2 separate regions of the Xenopus tropicalis genome follow, and region 2 is linked to region 1. Evidence: chromatin contacts called from public Hi-C data. All regions are on one chromosome and are shown on one strand. Each heading gives the region's core, a stretch centred on a gene start, on an enhancer-like site or on the middle of the called end of the contact. The rest is flanking DNA. Distances are from core to core; before and after follow the strand shown.

Evidence for each region. Hi-C and Micro-C count contacts between places; a contact is called where the count stands out from the background.
Region 2: a contact with region 1 is called in a Hi-C map of neurula embryo, with 1.8 times the contacts expected there. The contact joins two enhancer-like sites. A contact is called at or near these places in 4 of 5 Hi-C or Micro-C datasets (brain, gastrula embryo, neurula embryo and 1 more).

Annotation. Positions count from the first base shown.
Region 1 is chr1:65,612,251-65,618,819 of UCB_Xtro_10.0, reverse strand. No RefSeq gene overlaps it. Among named protein-coding and RNA genes, the nearest start is that of spry1, 51 kb to the left of the region's middle. Within about 2 kb of position 2,204, at least 4 of the 11 cell types and tissues checked have an H3K27ac peak or open chromatin away from gene starts, as enhancers often do. A contact at or near this core is called in neurula embryo, where this site is marked.
Region 2 is chr1:65,655,593-65,662,705 of UCB_Xtro_10.0, reverse strand. It overlaps spry1 (sprouty RTK signaling antagonist 1), which reads left to right. Exons shown (of 2, transcript NM_001006930.2): 2 at 1-1,310. Among named protein-coding and RNA genes, the nearest start is that of spry1, 7.2 kb to the left of the region's middle. Within about 2 kb of position 3,480, at least 3 of the 11 cell types and tissues checked have an H3K27ac peak or open chromatin away from gene starts, as enhancers often do. A contact at or near this core is called in neurula embryo, where this site is marked.

The sequences.
Region 1 (6,569 bases), core at 955-3,454:
AGTGCAATCAAATGGTTAAGACTAATTTCCTTGTCTCACAAAGCAGCAGTTATGCTTTATGGTAGAGATTCTAGCATCATGTCACAGTGGTCCAAGATCCAATCTGAAAGCCAGTCTGAATCCAAGGTCCAATCTAAAATCCCATGTTCAGAGCCTTACAGAACAGAACTACATTTTTTTTATTAAAGGCATCAGAAAATGTTATGAATTGTGCAATAAAAATATGTCATTTCAAATAAATCTAAAATCTAGGAAAATGAAGTTGGTGTTTTATTTTTTGTTTTTTTATTTTTAAGGCATTTTTTAATGTTCCTTCTCTAAAACATCAGGTTGTGGCTCAGTCTTGTAAACTGCATACTATTACCAGGTGAGCAACTACAGGGAAGCGGTCATTGGCCCTTGGGTGATCCACAACCCTGTTCAGAGACAAACATAGTTGAGAAATTCTGGGAGCGTGAATGTGTGCAGAATGAAAAAAAATGGGACGAGCTGCAGCATTTTGGCTATTGCCCTGCCAATCACGGCTTCACCATAAGAGCTCAGTTTATGATGTCTGTTATAGAAAATGTGCAACCATACATCTAAATACCTTTCTTAATAAGATAATAATGTCACGTTTTATATTTAAAGATTAGATTTAGATATTGAGATTTTTGGAAATGGTTTGATTTTCCAAGGACTTAACTAAACTAAAAAAACCTTTGTTTCTTTTAATCTCAAGGGGTTCCCCTCGTGTTTTCTGGAATGATTTATTGGTAAATAAGGTATTGCCCCTTATGTAGTTATACATAGTATCAAACCACCCTTAAACATCTCTTCTCCTGTTTAATCCTTTCCATCTTAGCCAACCTTTTCATTAACTGAGACCTTCCATAACCTTTATTAGAGCATCAGTGATTTGTAAAGGGTAAGAATGACTCAATACAGGACAATACCTTGTTGGCCTTTCTTGCTGCTGACTGACATTGCTTGTTACAGCTGTTTCATCTCCATTAAAGTTTTTTCTAACTTAATTTTTTCTAACATTATGGGAATAAGTGGCATTTATATTTTTAAGCCTTACATTTATTATCTCTGAATCATTTGCCCAGATTGCCAGTTTGCCCAGATCCTGTGCGAGGATGCCACACCATGAATTAATTAAGTTGTCCTACATCATTTTGTGTGATCAGCATACACAGATACATTATTAGTACGTATTTGTACAGGAAAAAAAAGGAGAATGAAAAGCCATACATAATGTAGACGCACTTACATTTTTTAGGCCGTTGCACCCATTGCACTTATTAATGTAAATAAAGTGCTAGGCACAAGGCACAGTGGGCAGAGATGCAAGAGAGTGTTATACTTTAAACCTGCCATGGGCAAGGTTAAAGGAGAAGGAAAGGCTAAGTCACTTGGGGGTGCCAAAATGTTAGGCACCCCCAAGTGACTTAGATCACTTACCTTTTACCCGGGCTGGTGCCCCTGTACAGAGAGAACAGCACCAGCCCGGGGTAGCAGCGAGCGCTTCCTCCTTCCTTGTTCGCTGCGCGTGCATGCGCAGTAGAGTGAAAAGCCGAACTTTGAACAGAGAAGTCGGCGTTTCACTCTACTGCGCATGCGCCGGCCCGCGGATTTCGCTGGCAGAAGAAAAAGGAAGGAGGAAGCACTCGCTACAGGTACCCTGGGCTGGTGCTGTTTTCTCCTAACAGGGGCACCAGTCTGGGGTAAAAGGTAAGCGATTAAAGTCACTTGGGGGTGCCTAACATTTGGCACCCCCAAGTGACTTAGCCTTTCCTTCTCCTTTAAAGCACAGGCTGCCTTTGTGATATATTTTTGTTCACGCCAAATAGTAAGTGGGAGACAAGAATAGCTGCAGAAGAATTTTATAAATATGAATGAGCATATTTACCTTATTTCAGAATTATGTAGACCTAACAAAAACCTTTGCATATATTCGGGAAACCTGACGGAGGCCTGGCTTTTTAAAGATTGGTGTTGGTAACCCTATGTCTTCGAAGAGCTTCTGTAGTACTGAGCTGGTATTAAGCCTTTATTAATGCAATAAAACACTCCTTATGTATTTTCTTTTTTAATCAACAGCCTCGTATTGTGCCTTTTAAACAATAAATCAGTGAAGCAGCTCCAGAACTGGATTCCAGGAGCTGGAGGTTGACAAAAAGGGCAATGAAGGTGTTGCTGAGTACATAGCTTCATTTGCATGTCAATGAACTCTGCTTGTTGATTCAGTGCCCGGCATTTCACAAGCACCCACCAGAAAGTGCCTTTGTTGGTTTTAACTCTGGTCAAGTCTGCCTGCTGCAACAGGAGTGTTAGGCCCATTTAGTTTAGTTAGCCAGGCAGAACATGCAGAAGGAAGGAAGGTTTCTCTGCACGGCATTGTCTGGGAAAGAGTGTTTAACCCTTTCTTGACCTCAAGGAAGCACTTTAGAATGTTAAACCTAAAGTATGAGATAAAGCTGGTGAGTTTAGGGTCACCTGCAGGCACCTCTGTCTTCTGTGACTAACGGGATATTTAATCACGTATTTAGTCTTTAAGTTGTACCTAAATCCTTTACAAACCCATTCTACAAAAAGCAGGAGAGACCTTAGACAACAGTGACAAGCTGTGCAAATGCTCCGTGTTTAATAATATTCATCATGCACAGAATTAACCCTTACTATATCTGCAGGAAGCATTAGTTCTAAAATCAGAAAGTTCTGCCTTAGGGTGTTCTGTGTTCATCATGTGGCATCAACTCCCAGCATTTCAGATGAAGGGGATCAGCCTGAAAATCCCAGCACCCGACAGGTTAAAGGGGTTCAAAATGTTTTTGTGTTAGAAAACTGATGTCTCCAGGATATTATGAATTCCTGAATTAATTATAAAGTAAGTGTAACAGAATTACAGCTACAACCCACAAACAATGTGTATATGAAAACTTTTATTTTAAAATAGCTGTTATTCATTTTTATGGTGCAAAAATCATTGACTACTGTGGTTCCATCTTTTATAAAGGCTAAGCTTAAGCAGCCCCATAGGTTTGCTAAGGAGAGCATAGTGTGTTCAAATATTTATTTATTTTCTGCTTTTGATAGAGGTATGGGACCTATTACCCAGAATGCTCGGGACCTGGTGCTTCCTGGATAAGGGATTTCTGTCATTTGGATCTCCATGCCCTAAGTCTATTAAAAATGATTTAAACATTAAAAAAGGGATTTATTATATCTTAACTGGCATCAAGTACAAGGTACTGTTTATTTATTACAGAGAAAATCATTTTTACAAAATTTGAATTATTGGCTTATAATGGAGTCTATGGGAGATGGTCTTCCTGTAATTCGGAATTTTCTGCATAAGGGGTCTCCAGATAACAGATCCCTTATCTGTATGGCACTGATACATTTCCACAGAGCTTTACGGAAATTATACATGATTCACCCCAGTGGAGCTTATAATTTAAGGTCTCTATCACATATATACACAGTAGGGACAATTTAGTTTGAAGTGTGGATGAAGAACCTGAAAGAAAGCCATAAAAACTTGGGGAGAATGTACAAACTCCTTGACCTTGCAAAAAATGCATCCACAGAGCATCTATCAGGCACAGGGGTGTACGTGGGTGCTGCTGTTCTGCTTCCTGGCATTCTTAGGGCACTGACATTCTACATTTTGTACTGTTAGCTACAGGGTGAAACCAATATTTCCTATCTGAACAGGGTTCCTTGTGGTGCCATTGTGTATCCATATTGCCATTCATTTAACTAACTTTGTTACAAATGAAATCTAGTTGCACATTTCATGTAGCTGTATGGTCTGAATGAGTAGTTCACCTTACGCTTAACTTAAGGTAAGTCACTGATTCCTAACCAGTGGCTCAGGGGCAACATGTTGCTCACCAACCCCTTGGATGTTGCTCTCAGTGGCCTCAAAGCAGATGCTTATTTTTGAATTATTGGCTTGGCGACAAGTTTTGGTTGCATAAAAACCAGAGGTGTACTGTGAAACAGAGCCTCCTGTAGGCTGCCAGTTCATATAGGGGCAACCAAATAGCCAATCACAGCCCTTATATGGCACCCCCGGGAATTTTTTTTTTCATGCTTGTGTTGCTCCCCAACACCTTTTACATTTGATAGTGGCTCATGGGTAAAAAAGGTTGAGGATCCCTGAGGTAAGGTAATAAAGGTGGAAAGTTTGCTATAGGTCTAGTCACTTTTAGAAACCAATCAGCAGGTAGCATTTCCTTTTTCTTGCTTGCAAAAAGGCAGCTTGTTGGTTGCACCTGGGAAAACTTTGAACTTTTTATCCAGAATGTTATGGATTGTCCCATTCTTACCAAATTGGTCTTCATTTGATATGTTTTTTATTGTGACTTTTCTATTCTGCTTCTATTCAGCTGACCCTGGCATCCAAAACATTGATCTCAGGGAGGCTACATTTCTACAGTGACAATTCTATTGCCTTTCCTTTTCATCTTCTATTCTGACTTTCAAAGCAAATCCTGTTTGATAGGGTAACTGGGATCTGAGCAAGTTAGCAGTTGAAACTGAAGCACAAAAAGTTAAATAATTAAAAAAGAAACACAAAAATAATATAACAACCATTTGAAAACTTGAGCTAAAGTGCCACTGTCTACATCACACTTAAAGTTAATTTTGAAGGTGAAGTAATCCTTTAAAAATTCAGTGAGCTGTACGGCTTAAAATTTCAGTCAAGGTAAGGGACAAGACAAAAGAAACAGACCATGCATTTTTCAGTTCAATGAGGCATGCACACTCAAGGTACACAACACTATGGGGAATTTGCATACAAATATATGTGTGTGTGAGTATGCATGTGTGATCATGTTACTTGTTCCCTGTATCACTGACAAAGTTAGTCTTGCCACTGAATAAGCCTGTCCATTTTGGTGGTGGATAAAAATCCTTATCACTTCCCATAGGGCAGGCAAGAAGGACAGGTCACTGTTGGGCCTCTGCTGCTTCTTATTGTGTGTGTTTGATTGTGTGCCTATGTGGCTCCTCCTTTCCTCCTCTTAGCAATATAGAGCTGAATAGTTTCATCAAAATTGTATTTGTAGGAGAAGGGGCAAATATCTGTGCTACAAAAAGGAGCATAGAGACCTGCAGCAGTGCAGAAGGTGATGGTACAGTGATAAAGTATTTGAAACTCCCTTACAATAATTCATTGTGCCTCCTTGGGCTCTGAAGAATCAGACAAATGTTCAGATGCAGCCAGTAAATTTTCACATTCTGTGTCACCATGTCCAGGGACCACGTTTTAAGTGTTAAGTCCTGCCTCTAGATGGCGCTAAAGTGCAAGACTTGCCAGCAAAACACAATAGAAAACACCATAGATCATGCGGCACCTGGTGGTGAATTTTGGTATTTTAATTTTTACCTGTTTTAACTGTAACAGACATAACGCAACAACATTGTAAAGGAACTTGGCTGCATCTGTACAAATAATCGCATGTTTTAGGTTCAAGTCCACAACTTTCCATGAGAAAGCCTTTTAAAATGCCCATAGTCAGGGGCGGGCCGAGTCGACGGGGTGCCCTAGGCAACCCGGTAGGCCACCTCTACCCTGGACCCTCTCCCCCTCATGTGTGTGCATGTGTCTGAGTGTGTGACAAGGAAGCACGGACAAGGGGTAGGCTAGACTCCTTTTTTGTGTCTGCTTAGAGCCCTATTTCCTAACCTGGGGTCCCCAGAAACTGGTGGACTACAACTTCATGCATGCTTTAGCTCCTAATGTATGTTGAAAAGCCCTGGGAGCTGTATTCTAATGAAAAAACTTTCTTGACATAAGATTAAGAAACACTGAATGTTTTTAGGATTCTCTTCATTTGTAGGAACATATAGTGTGAGACCTGGCTTGCCTTTTTCTTTACTCAGGAACTGGGTTGTGTTTTGTCAATCTGTCCTCTTTTTTATTCCAGGCTGCATTATTGCACTAATGCAGGAACAATGATAACTAAGGGTCGAACATACAGTTATCACCATTATTAAATGGGTTTCATTTTGCTGAGTACCATCAGTTTTTTGTGTTCTGTTATAAAATCTTAAGATATCTGGAAATGTCAGCTTTTCTTAGTATTCCATACACACAATCAGATATTATATGAGGAGTTTTTTTCTATTTAAACAAAAAAAAAACTTTTTGAAGACAGCAATATATAGTGCAATTATTTTATAGTTGTTACACTTGTTTTTATTTGCTTTATAATTTCCATTTAATGTTATACTTCAGGTATTTAGTATGTCATAAAATGTGATCATTAACTCTTTTGTTTAGTGCACACCTAAATGTATAAGTACTGGAAGTAATTTCAATTATAGTAGTGCCCAGTACCCCAAATGACCAAATTATACTTTTATGATATAGTGACCTCAAGTGATAGTTAATGAAGTAGAGTCATTGCGCAGTACTATAGGGATTTCCTAATATCAAAACAGCGCAGCGCTTAAATGGTGCAGGACAAAAGAGTAACCATTTCAACAAATATTAAGAGCCTAGCTAAGTTATCCCAATGTTTTGATTTCATGTGATCATGATGAAAGCAAATATGAAAGCCAGTGGCAAA
Region 2 (7,113 bases), core at 2,231-4,730, 43 kb before region 1:
ATTACTGTAACTGATACTTTCGTGCACAGGCATTAACACAGTCTTGTGGTGAGGAAAAGGGGGGTGAAAAGGGAGCCCTTTTATTCTCTATGTAACAAATACATTAAGTTCTTTGTTGCTTTATTTAAGACTGTAGCCATTAATGGCAAATCTTCATTTTAACAAAACCTACTTTTTGGTTAGTTTTGTGACTTGGGGTGGGGGGTTGTTTTCTTACTCTTTTTTAATTATCTCTTATTCACAGCAGGAGAAGTCTAGTCCGAGCTCCCCCTGTCTCTTTTCTTCTGTATATCCAAATGCATACATAGCGCCTCTATTCAGAAAGGCACAGTCTCTGGAAAATAGAAGCTCCTACAGGGCCTTACAGATTGCAGTGTTATCACTGGCTCTATGGGGATAGTTCTTCCTAAACTTGCAGTACAGGGGGATAATCCGTATGAGCTGCATCCTCCTTTTCCTCATTCCATTTCTGTTGCCTGTGTGTCTCTAAGCATCAGTGACATTGGTCTATTGATGTGTCTATGTTGAAGGATTTTCTTTTGCAGTTTGGGGTTTTAAACTTCTCCCATGCACACCACCAAGCTTGCCTTATTGCAGCTATGGGTAACTTGCAGTCCTGCAGATGTTGTAGAACTACAACAGCACCCTGCACTCACTTCCCACCTGGTGGAGTTTGCTGGGAATTGTAATTTAACACCATCTGAAGGGCTTCAGACTGTCCAGTGCTGCCTTTATAGTGTTTCTGTTACTATAGTTTATCTTTATATGCCAGACAATTCAGTAGCCTTAAAGAAATAAGCTCTTTCACCCTTGGAACCAATAGTTTCCTGCTGGTGACCTGTTTTTTTTCCTTTTGTGTGTTTTTCCTATATTTTAAGTGTTGTTTTTTTTTTTTTTTTCAAATGTCTTGGTCACACCCAGGCATTTTTTGTATATTTTATGTACAAATCACAAAGTTGAATATTGACTATTTTTAAGACAAAAGTCTGTTAAAACTTTTTTTATTGTAAAGAATATTTATTATGTGAATCTATTATTTTATGATATTTATTACAAAGGACAGTTAAAAATGTTACTCGTCTGAATATAGCAAAGTATCAATACTTACTGAGAAATAAGGGGTGACACAGAAGAGTACGTATGTTAACTATAATGCAGAAAAAATATAATAATTAATAAGTACGTGTCTGTTATTTCTTTATTTTGTCAGAAGTCAATATCCACACCAATATGGCCTGTTCCACTCTGTAGCATATATTTCAGAATGATTTTTTTTAATTTAATTAAAATGTATTTTAACGATAAACAAATGTTTTTGTCTTTGTTTTATATATCTCCTGCATTTATTGCACGCCATGTTGCATTCAGCTTTGGTCTTACCTTCACCTTCACACTCCTACATCTTCTATTACTGTTAGGACCATGGAGGGTTAGCCTTTTTATTAATAAAGGCCTGTGGTGTATATTCCTTCACTAGGGGGTGCTTTGCTGTCTGTGTAACAAGGCAACAAGGCATATTGTTATGATAATGGATTTAATTGGTCTGATCATTTTTAACTACTTATCTTTTAATTCAAGAACTCTCCTGTTGGTCCTTTATTGAGACAGCCAAACAAATAGAGATAATGTAACAAAAATTGTCTAGTAACTTGTAACAACCAACCATTGTTTACTGGTCAGCTGTTTGAACAAATGTGATTGGTTGCTAGACCTGGGCTGTATAAATCAAACACCATAAAACAGGCTAGTTGCAAACTTATCTCAGAATGTCTTCAGTATAATAAAAGTTAATTAGTATGTGAACTTCTCCTTTAAGGCTACAAGCTATGGCTGTATTATTGCGTGCGAGCAAAGCACAGCCAGACATTACTTTCAACATCTTATTTTTGTAATGTGAAGAATGTTTGCTATCCATGTTAAGGCAGAAAAATGCCATCCTGGGGAGAAGTGGGGACTTTAAGTTTTGTAAAGATGCCACTGTGACCTTTGAGTGTCGCAACATTTTTTGGCATAGTTGCAGATGAGGAAGTGCTTGGAGCTAGGCTTATCTGTGCAGAACAAGTCAGAGAGCAATGTATATATATCAACTGGGGCTATATTCTTAATAACAGAGGTTTGGGAACATATGGACAATTCCAAATCCAATTTTCAGTTCTTTTTGTATCATTTTTTAATCTTTGGTTTAATTTATTTTTAAAAGTAAAACCAAGGTGGAAAATGCAAAATATTCTGGTATGACCCAGAAATAAAGGGCAAATACAGGGCACCCCAGAATTATAATCCTGCTATAGCAGTGGATTTAAATTGATGGACTAGGACCCATTGCTTTTTAGGATGATTTCTAGAATGTAGAAGAAATATTCTCTTATATAAGAGGTATAGCTGGCTGTAAACTTTTTTGGGGTGGAAAAAGCTGACCCTACTACTTAATTTAAGCTTATAGGTTTAGTGCTATAGGCTAGTGGCTACAGGATTAGTCTCTTACAAGCAGCAAAAGCATAACTGTTCTATTTTGATACCTTTCGGGTATTTTATTTTTGCTCCATTGATTTCATTTATTTGTGCGTAACTATTTTTGCATAGAAATGACTTTTTCCATTCCCTTTTTTAAGTAGGCAATAAAAAAAACAAGTATTTTATTACCATCACTTTGACAGTCAGGAGCCTTTTTAAAGGAATTTGCAAGCCAGGATATCCTGACAATAAAATGCAAAATGCCTCCTGACTCCCTGTGGGGGTAGGAGGGGAAGACTGGAGGTCAAGGGTTTAACACAAGGGCTATTCCGTGTGACTCTTCCCTGAGGACACAACTTCAATAGGCTATTTTTTTTCCTATCTAACCTCGCCATGCATTTGCTTCAGCAGAAATTTTTTTTTTTTCCTGTATACAAATTGAAGTTTATAGAGAGTTTTTTCACTAAGGGGTGAGCTAAGGTAAAGACATCTGCCATTAAAGTCAGTCCATCCCTGCAAATGTAAATTGCTTTCAGAGAAAGCTACAGGAAATGGGCCTGGGAAATAATGGCATTAGTATAAACAGATGGTGATTTGATTGGAAAAGGTATGTTGTTGGGGGTTTTGTTTCCCACTTTCTGCCAAGGGCTGCTTAGCATACCTTAGTGAATTCTAATTGAACACAAATAATGCCCTTTTCCTAATGAATTGCTGCCTGTGGAGTAATCAGTTCTCTTGCCACAGAACAATTTCTGGATTTGTTGATTCTGTGAGCTGGGTGGAGCTGCCCGTCTCATGTTGCACAGATCACATTTCACTAGGTAGTAGTTTAGAAGCGCTTAGATAATCAGATCCCTGCATATATCTTTAACATGTCTACTGAGGCGACAAATACACAAGCTGGCCTGGAGAATTTGATGTCAAACCAGTTTTCAGATCAAGTTGAAACTCTGCTTTTTCTTGTTACAGGGAAAAAAAATAGCACCCCCCCCTTTTTGTGTGTTGCTTAAAAGCAGGGTTGTCACACGCACATCCCTCAGGCTGGCGTAAACTACAACTCCCAGTTTCCGTAGGCAGCCCGCAATAACGCATTACAGCTGGAGGGCCCGGTTTTGACGACTAATTAAATGCATTCTGAGCCTCTTTAGAATAGAGTGAGAGAAGTTGATGTATATTCTACTGTACAGTGCTGCGTACATAAGTAGTGCTTTAGAAATAAAGATATACATACATGAGGAGCTATAGGCTTTGTTTCTAGCAGGCGAGGAGGGTGGTGAGCTCTGTGCATTTATCTCCTGTGCTTCATATTACTTCCTGCTCGGGAAGCTGTAATTTCCAGTTCCAGACACAGCAGGAAATAATAAAAGCAATTTCAATGGCTTCTTTCACTCCACTGACAAAAACAAATATCTGCACTATCGCATATTCAGAGCTTTCATATATACGGCACTTAAATGTTCTGATTTTTCACAAGCAAAAGAGTATTCAGCCTTAAAAAAAAACCTCATAAAAAGTGTAAAAAAAACCCCCGTGTTTTACTAACAAATCTTCCTCTGACTATTGACTTGTTTTTGAACTTTTTTCCGTGAATCCACATGGAATCCATACCTGTTGTGTTTGCGTCAGAATTCATTTTATTTTAATGTATATATTCCATTTTTGCACTTTTGCACATTTTTGTTCAGATTTTCTGGGTTTCTATAAAACTAAATTTCAGATATGACATTTTTTTAGGGTTTGTGTATTTTGGTAGGAATTTTTTTCTAACAAAATAGCATTTAGAGTTTCCCTTGTCTATATGCCAGTATATAAATCTATTTGGTATTTACAGTTTAGTTTTAACCATTTTCAGCTCAATCCAGGCTATTCAGCGATGGGGCAGCCTCTGAATTCTTTCTGGTGACATCACTGAGTTGGCTTTTCATTTAGAATGGAAGGTTTTTCATATAAGACTTAGGGCTTTCTGTTTATACTTGTATGCACCTGAGGAACCTGCAATCACGGTCTCAAAATACAGCTGCTCTGGACGCCACAGAAGAAATGTGGAAAAAGTGATATAATTACCCAGTAACTCAACCTGCCAGTAGCACAGATTGGCCTGCTTCTTAACGTAAAGTGCAAACCTAAAAATAAAATCTAATAAAAGTTTACTAAGTGTTTATAGAATACCTTTTTTTTCTGATACTCCAAACTGGCATTTTTTTTAGCATTCTTAACACAGATGTGCTGAAAGCTTTTGGAGCGTGCTACCATGTATGTAAACAATCACACTGGTTCCCTCTTTTTTTTTATTGTAGGCTTATTTTTCTGCTAATAATTTTTGCTACAATTTAAACCCTGGGGTGTCGGATTTTGAAATAGAGAGTTCTGTTACCCAAGAAGCTGCCTGCTTTGAAAGTTTCCTTTATTTTTAGATTATATATGTAATAAACGATGATGGTGAAGTGCATTGTATAAAGAGAACATGACTTATATGCATCTGATCCTATAAGTAGGAGCCTCCATATTGGATGTCTCTGTAAAGGCATTTTTTTAAGTTTCAGCACCATCTAAAGGTGATCATACATAAGCCGTGAAAAGGTGCTGTCTTGGAAGCTTATTGGCACGTGTATAAGGCCATTGCAACAGCCTGCTGAACCAATATCTGGTTATCTATTGTACAAGGAAGAAAATTCCATCAAACTTACTGGCATGATGAAACAGCCCTCCCCTGACAGTTTCCATTATGATCCAGTCATTGGCATGGGGGCCAAATGATTTACTTAGCCTGACTTAGCCCAGTGTGTGAGTGGCCAACTTAAGAAACAAACACTAATTTGGCAACCTTGCCATAGAGCATACTTAATGTGTATACCCAGCTTTACATTAAAAATATCCCTCCACTGGGCTCTATAGGGGATTATTATATTTTAAGTATTTTACCTGGTGAAGTGGAAAACCCTAAAAAATGGAAAATCTCCCTGTCAGCACTGGCTATTGGAAAGTATGGAGACTACCTTGACCTCAGCAAACATTTAAAAAAATTCCTGTTATATATATATACTGTATATATAAGTACAAGGTTATTCTTCCGCTCACAGTTAGGAAGATGGAAGATCAGTGTCGGACTGAGATGGCAGTCCAGAAAACCCCGGACCATAGGCCCATTCACAAAACTTTAATTCCTCCTTCAAACTCTTTATTAACATGGTCTCTTTTTTTTCTACATACTATACTCTATTCTTCCAGCTATCAAGCTTCTTTGTTCCTATACAGAAATAGGGAATGACCATGAAATAGGCCAAATAGTTAGAAGCAAGAGGCCCACTGACACCTGGGCCCACCGGGAGTTTTCCTGGTATCCTGGTAGGCCAGTCCGACACTGTAGAAGATGCACATTCTGAGGTGTTTGGCCCCCATTTTCTTTTATAAACTATACAATTGGCATCATCGTATCATGGTTTACAGCATGTTGGGAGCCAAGGAACACCCGAGGACCCAAGTTTGAGCATGACTACCTTTAATATAGAGGTTTTGGTTTATGTTTTTTTAATCATAAAGGAGATCCTTTACCAGGAACAAAATGTTGCTATTATTATTCATAACCACCTATATCGGGGTTGGCAATCTTTGCGCTACCAGAAGTCCGAGGGCCCGTTTATATGTTGGCTGCTGGGTGTAGTAGTACTGCAATGACTAGAAGGTTATAAATAGTAAATAGGTTTCAGAAAGGGAATCTACTAGTTATATCCCACTGAATAAGTCCTGAGTCAGTATAAGAATAAATAGCAAAGATTTTCAGTGGAATAAAAACAACAACATTTATTGGCTCAAATTAACAAAAACATAACTTATATGAAAAGCATACTATACCAAACAATGACCAGGTGCATCCTAATCTCCTAACGCGTTGAGCCAATAAATGTTGTTGTTTTTATTCCACTGAAAATCTTTGCTATTTATTCTTATAATGACTAGAAGGTTACATATTTTCTATATGATAATACTGTACATCCCCAACATCGCTGAGGGAGGGAACCCAACCAGAGTGTGAAATGTAATATAATTATTCGTACAGGGGTTTTAAGTCTCCACAATTCAGATTTTGTGACCTGTAATATGTTGTATGTTGAATTTTCCATTTGCTAATGAAAGCGTTTTTCCACCTTCTCTGTGCTTTCCGAGTGCAAATAACCTGTTTTACAGTGTTGTGTATTTTTACTGTAATAAGCAAACACTTGTTTCTAAAGTGATATTTAGTCCTCAAAATGAATGGTCGTGTTATTGAATTGTTTTGTGCAGAGCAGCCATCAAGGGCATACAGGTGGTACCCTTGTAGGGGGGACCATATAATATTAAGGGCTCTGCTAATCAATATCTTTCATAGATTCTTTTGTCATAGGGGGACTTCTTAAACTAGGATCAAGAGGCAAATTTTCTATTGGAAGTCCTGGTTTCATAGTATAAAATTGCACAGATATTGCACCAGGCCCCCCCACCGGATCCCACCTAGACACGTGCATGTTCGTAAGCGTGAACACCTTTAAAGATCTGTCCTCAGTCTCACAGCTGTCCCTTCTCTGATGTGCCACATGGTGGTTCGGCATGGGTGCTATCACATGTCCTGCCCCCCTGGTAGTTACACCACTGCAGTTTTTTACTTCACTAACTTTTTGTAAT